Regions from separate parts of the Triticum aestivum genome. Here region 1 is linked to region 2. A link is a contact called in public Hi-C data. All regions are on one chromosome and are shown on one strand. The core of a region is the stretch at or near the end of the contact, and the rest is flanking DNA. Distances in the headings are between cores, read along the strand shown. Region 1 holds the start of LOC123181212 (thylakoid lumenal 17.4 kDa protein, chloroplastic). Region 2 holds the start of LOC123181209 (glutamyl-tRNA reductase 1, chloroplastic).

Region 1 (3,188 bases), core at 130-2,629, 350 kb after region 2:
CGGCGATGCGGCTGGTGTGTGTATCTGTGTGCGCACGCGTGCATGCGCTTCCCACGGAAGATGGCTGTGCACAATGGCTGCTCTAGATTCAAGGCCAGCATCTGTTCTAGCTCTTGGTTGAGCGCCTCTACGGTCCGACAGTGCGGCGCCTTCGATCCTAGGCGAGGGGATGGGGTTCCTCTTCGGCGATAGAGAAGGCAGTTGTTGGATTGGGTGTTTTCAGTCCCATGAATCTGGCTTGTAGACAATTCTTTCAGACTGCAAGCTGATCCTTGAAGCTTCTTCTGCTTTTATCTGTTCTTTGGTGCCAAAGTGCAGCGGGCTTTGACATTACTCGCAGTGCTCTCTCTGTTTTTTCTTCGTTTGTTTGTAGTGTGTGTTGTGCTCTAAGCTGATCAGTCAGCTCCCTTGTACTCCCTCCGTCCGGAAATACTTTTCGTAGAAATGGGTAAAAATGGATGTATTTAGAACTAAAATGCGTCTAGATACATTCATTTCTCCGACAAGTATTTCCAGACGTAGGGAGTATCTTTCAGCCGATGTTGCTTGGTGCTGTGTAATCCCTGGCTGGTTGATGGCTTCGTTAATCAAAAGTCGGGATCGTCTTAAGCCTCCCTTCTAAAAAGTACTCAAAATTATTTAAGCCTTCACCTTCAGGTTAATTAAACCACTATTATTTTCTCCAAAACCAATACCATTTTCTCTTCAGACTATCACTATTCTTTCGCTAACCTCCAACAGTTGTTCAAGAGTACCATTTGTATGGATAATTAAACCCAGTATTTAGAAAGCAATTGTCCTAATAAAAGTGAAACCTAATAAATTTCCCACTATGGAATTTGAGCATAAGCCAAGGTGGTATCATTTTAGAGAGATCAAAATTCCATCTGAAATGGCGACTTCCCCTAATCTGCCACCAAATCCTAGGAAAACGCGACGCGAGTCTATTTGCGCCAGCGACTAGCGGTCGTCGGGTTCTACAAATTTCCTCTCAATAAATAAGGAGATGATTCGAATCGCACAATGCCCGTGGTGGAGACGGAGGAAACCACCAACCTGGCCGGCGGCGATGACCGGGCTGGGGGCTGACGCGACGGCCCAGGCTGCGAGCAAGCCGCACGCGAACCCTCCCACGGCCTTGGCGCGGCCGCCGCTCCCGGCTCCCCCCGCGTCGGCCAAGCACGTCACGCGGCACCCCCTCGGCTGAAGCTGCAGACGTGGAGCAGACCCGCCGCGCGCGGTGGCCGGCGAGGCGAGGCAAGACGAGACCATGTCAATGCAATGCGGGGAGAGCGGGTGCGTGGCTGAGAGGAGAAGAGAGAGGGGGTGGTGGGTCTGTACGTACGTGTGCGGCGCGCGCGGCGTGGTGACGGGGAAGGGGGGAGATAGAAGGGATCATAGACTTTCTTATCCTCCCAAGGCTTATCCCGGTTTCGTCTCTCGTCCGCTTGACGACCACGGGCCCACGTGACCGGCGAGACTGGTAAAAATGGCCAACAGTAGTTTAAGAAACTGATCGAACAGGCGGCTGCCACAAATCTACCGACTGATTTCGGTCGTCACCCGTCCGATTCGTTCTTCCAACGGCCGTCCCAAACGGACGCGTTTGGGTCGGCCGCCTGCCCGGTGTTAGTTCCCTTTTAGATTTAGACCGGCAGTGCGCCCAATTCGTCGATCCATTTCATGACCGCGCGCATATAGATCATGCCAGCGGCCATATCGTCGCCCTGGTTTTAGCGCTCCAGCGCGTGGGGGGAAATCGGCGCGTTGGTTTTAGCGCTCCAGCGCGCTGGTTTTGGCGCGCCGTGGCCGGCGCTCGTTATTAAGAAGGCGCTACCTTCATACTCTGTCCGCCGCCCACTCGTCTCGCCCCCTCTCACTAGCCTCGCCGCCTCTGCGTCACCATGTCGATGCGCTGCCTGGGCGCTTCGGACTACGTGGAGTCCGCGAGCGCCGCTCCGGCGCCTTCTCCTCCGAGATCTGGTTTGGCGAGAAACGCCTCATTCTCGGCACCTTCGACACCGCTGAGGAGGCGGCCCGCACGTACGACGCGGCGGCGTGGCGCCTCCTGCAGCCTCGTCGGGAGATGAATTTTCCCGACGTGTCGACGAGCCAGCGGGCGCATGATCTCACGCCTCTCCCACGGCTTTTCACCAACGAGGATCGTCGTGACCACCGGAGGCGGCAGCGTCGCCTCGCCATTGACGAGATGGACGTGGAAGCCATGGCGGTGTGGTGTGAACGTCCCGCAGGACATCGTCGGCGAGCGCCAATTCTACAAGCAAAGGAGGACGGAGAGGGAGGAGAGAAGGACGGAGCGAGCCGCCTATGGGAGGACAAGCGTGCGCGGAAGCAGGCCGCTCAATTGAACATGAAGCTAGGAGAAGCGTCGTCCTGGGACTCCGAGGACGAGCGGTATGCTGACGCCTACATTCAGACATCGAAGGAGGACATTCCCGAGTCGGAGTCGGAAAACGACGAGTAGTTGATCTTTTCTTTGATCTGTCTATGCTAAAACTATCTATGTATCCTTTTTCTATCCGAAAAAATGGCCGGCGGCGTCGGCAACGAAGCAGGCGGGCGAGGGTGTGCCACCGACCAGCGGTCCCGGGGAGGAGAGAGGGCGAGCGCGCTCGCGTCCGTCTTGTGTCCGCGGCGACGCAGATCCGGCTCAAAAATGGCTCGGGAATGGGTCGGCAGGCGAACGAAAGCGGACGCGCGTCCGTTTGGGTCGGCGCGTTGGGCCGACTTTTCTGTCTGCGCCGACCCAAACGGACGGCGGCGGACGAAATGGGCGAAGAAAATATGCCCTAGAGGCAATAATAAAGTTGTTATTTATATTTCCTTATATCATGATAAATGTTTATTATTCATGCTAGAATTGTATTAACCGGAAACTTAGTACATGTGTGAATACATAGACAAAACAGAGTGTTCCTAGTATGCCTCTACTTGACTAGCTCGTTAATGAAAGATGGTTATGTTTACTGACCATAGACATGTGTTGTCATTTAATGAACGGGATCGCATTATTAGAGAATGATGTGATGGACAAGACCCATCAGTTAGCTTAGCATAATGATCGTTTAGTTTTACTGCTATTGCTTTCATCATGACTTATACATGTTCCTCTGACTATGAGATTATGCAACTCCTGAATACCGAAGGAACACCTTGTGTGCTATCAA
Region 2 (3,179 bases), core at 127-2,626:
TAGACATTCTTAACTCAAATCATCCACATGCCACTTTGAGCAACATATTTACCTTCATGTGGTGTATGTGGAAATCAAGGAACGACAAATTGTTTCAAAAAAAAGAAAGCTCTCTTCTACAAATTTTTTATGCAGCTCAGGCCATAGCGAATTGCATGTTACAGGAAGTGGAAATACAGGAACAATCACATAAGAAGGAGGAGAATCAAGGATTGCAAATAACAGGTACATATACACAAGGGACAACAGTAGATTTATTAAAGATAACAACAACAAATAGGATTTTCACAGATGCGGAATGGAAGAATCAGGTTCAACATGCCAGCAACACAAGAACTGGACTGGGAGTTTATATGCACATAAATCAAGGAAGCAGAAAACTGAAGGTCCAAATATATGCTACAGGCAATCATGCAGAATCAGCCATACAAGCGGAAGCACAAGCTTTAGTACTTGCAGCCAACATACTTGTCAGGTTGCAAATAAAAGATGCGACCTTCCTCACAGATAATTTATCGCTAGCGAAAGCAGCTGCTGCAAGATCGACGAGAACAGATCCAGGACATTGGGAGGCTAGAGGATTACTTGCAGAATTTTGTGCAGCAACAAATGCATCTTCAGTTCAGGTTTTTCACATCTCAAGATTCAATAACATAGAGGCACATGATTTAGCTCAGATAGCACTCACCCACATAACAGATCAGCAAGTTAATTTCTCTTGTAATAATACAGATCATCTTCAGGACAGTTGCCCTTTAAAATTATTGTGTTTAGACATGCAATTACAAGGAATTGTAATTCTCAATGTAAACTGTTTGCAGTATGAATGAATTAATGAATTGGCGCCATAGGCGCCTTTGCATGTTCAAAAAAAAAAGCATGGTCAGTTGCAGTCACCGGGAGCTCTCTATTCACACACCACAAACGAGCAGGGGTAGACGACACAGCCGCATGCAGGTCCATACGGGGGACCCGACGAGGCGAGGCGCCGAATATGCCGCACAGGATCGTGACCGCCGGGGTTGGAGTGTGGCCAGCACGTCGACACGCTCGGCCATCACCCCGCAGGTGCGGGCTTGAGGCGGCCATGCGAACCCGTGTGTGTGCCCACCACGACCACCACCCCGCCAGGAATCCGCCGTGTCCCCACTGACGAGAGAGCGGAGCCCTCCATCTCCATCGCCAGCAATCCGCCGCGGCGTCAAAGGATGCGGCAGCGATAAGGGGAGCGGATAGTGCCGCAGCCAATCAGCAGGCGGAGGCCAGCACACGCCCCTCATCCCCTCCCGGATTCTCTTCCACGACGCATGTGGCTTACGAACCCAACCCAACCCGCACCCACACCGAACCCAACACGCGCGCGCATTAGAAAATTCGTCCCGACCCCGAGGCCTCGCCCGGCCCGCTCCCACTGCCCGCGGGCCCCGCACGCCACCTCCCCCCTTAACCTCCGGTGCGCAGCTGCCAGACTCCCTCCTCTCCTTCTCCCTCGCAGACGCGGTGGCTCATCCTCCCTCGGAGAAGGCGCGCACCGGCCGGTGGTGGAGAGAGGGGGAGGGTGGGAGAAGCGGCCGTATAAGGATCTCTCCGCGCTCTCTCGTCTCTCTCCGGTTTTGTATCTATCTTCTATCTACCTACGTACGGTTCGTGGGCCGGGCTGAGGAGGGGGAAAGGCCGCTGCTGCTCTTGTTGTTGTTGGGTCTGCTCGATGATGGCGGGAGCGACGTCAGCCACGGCCGCCGCGGGCGCATTCGCTGCCGGCGCCAAGGCCCGGGGGTCCTCCGCCGCGTGCCCCTGGGTCGTCGCCGCCGGCGGCCGGAGGCGGTCCGGGGTCGTGCGCTGCGACGCCGGTGGGGATGCCCAGGCGGCGTCCAAGTTGGCCAGCATCACCGCGCTCGAGCAGTTCAAGATCTCCGCCGACCGTGAGTCCCTTCCTCCTCCTCGAATTTGCCGCCCTTGGTTCGCTTCCTCTAGCCCTGCGATGTAAAAGGTTGTGCAGGTTTGGTTTGGTGGTGCGCGAATTAGGGGATCTCTGTGTGCTTGCAACCGAAGCTGGCTCAAGTTTTGGTGCAGTATGTGCCAATTCGTGGGTAGTCCTTGGAGAGTTAGAAAAGAGAACTGCATTGTTCTCCCCCAGTTTTGCTTTGATTGGTGTGCGCACATGTAGGATTTTTGCAGATTATTGATCTGTCGTTACTAATTAGTTGTGTTCACACCTCATTACGGAATAAGAGACAATTGTACTAGGAGGACGATACAACAACAACAACAAATCCTTTAGTCCCAAACAAGTTGGGGTAGGCTAGAGGCGAAACCCATAAGATCTCGCGACCAACTCATTGCTCTGGCACATGGATAGCAAGCTTCCACGCACCCCTGTCCATAACTAGTTTTTTGGTGATACTCCAATCCTTCAGGTCTCTCTTAACGGACTCCTCCCATGTTAAATTCGATCTACCCCAACCTCTCTTGCCATTCTCCGCACGCCTTAGCTGTCTGCTATGCACTGGAGCTTCTGGAGGCCTGCGCTGAATATGCCCAAACCATCTCAGACAATGTTGGACAAGATTCTCTCAAAATTGGTGCTACCCCAATTCTTATCTCGTATATTGTCATTCCGGACTCGATCCTTCCTCATGTGGCCACACATCCATCTCAACTTACGCATCTCCGCCACACCTAACTGTTGAACATGTCGCCTTTTAGTCGGCCAACACTCAGCACCATAGAACATTGCGGGTCGAACCGCCGTCTTGTAGAACTTACCTTTTAGCTTTTGTGGCACTCTCTTGTCACAGAGAATGCCAGAAGCTTGGCGCCACTTCATCCATACGACTTTGATTTGATGGTTCACATCTTCATCAATACCCATCCTGCTGCAACATTGACCCCAAATATCGAAAGGTGTCCTTCTGAGGCACCACCTGCCCATCAAGGCTAACCTCCTCCTCCTCACACCTCGTAGCACTGAAACCGCACATCATGTACTCGGTTTTAGTTCTACTAAGCCTAAACCCTTTCGATTCCAAGGTTTGTCTCCATAACTCTAACTTCCTATTTACCTCCGTCCGACTATCGTCAACTAGCACCACATCATCTGCAAAGAGCATACACCATGGGATATCTCCCATGGGATATCTCCTTCTATATCCCTTGTACTTGGAGGACGATATCTTGAT

What was found. A called contact is a pair of places that touch in the nucleus more often than the background predicts.
Region 1: a Hi-C map of leaf shows a contact between it and region 2, with 4 times the contacts expected there. The contact joins the promoter of LOC123181212 here to the promoter of LOC123181209 in region 2. A contact is called at or near these places in 2 of 5 Hi-C or Micro-C datasets (both in leaf).

Annotation. Positions count from the first base shown.
Region 1 is chr1D:239,765,562-239,768,749 of IWGSC CS RefSeq v2.1, forward strand. It overlaps LOC123181212 (thylakoid lumenal 17.4 kDa protein, chloroplastic), which reads right to left and starts at 1,380. Exons shown (of 3, transcript XM_044593470.1): 1 at 1,057-1,380. The coding sequence starts at 1,272.
Region 2 is chr1D:239,420,217-239,423,395 of IWGSC CS RefSeq v2.1, forward strand. LOC123181209 (glutamyl-tRNA reductase 1, chloroplastic) reads left to right here and starts at 1,377. Exons shown (of 3, transcript XM_044593468.1): 1 at 1,377-1,922. The coding sequence starts at 1,709.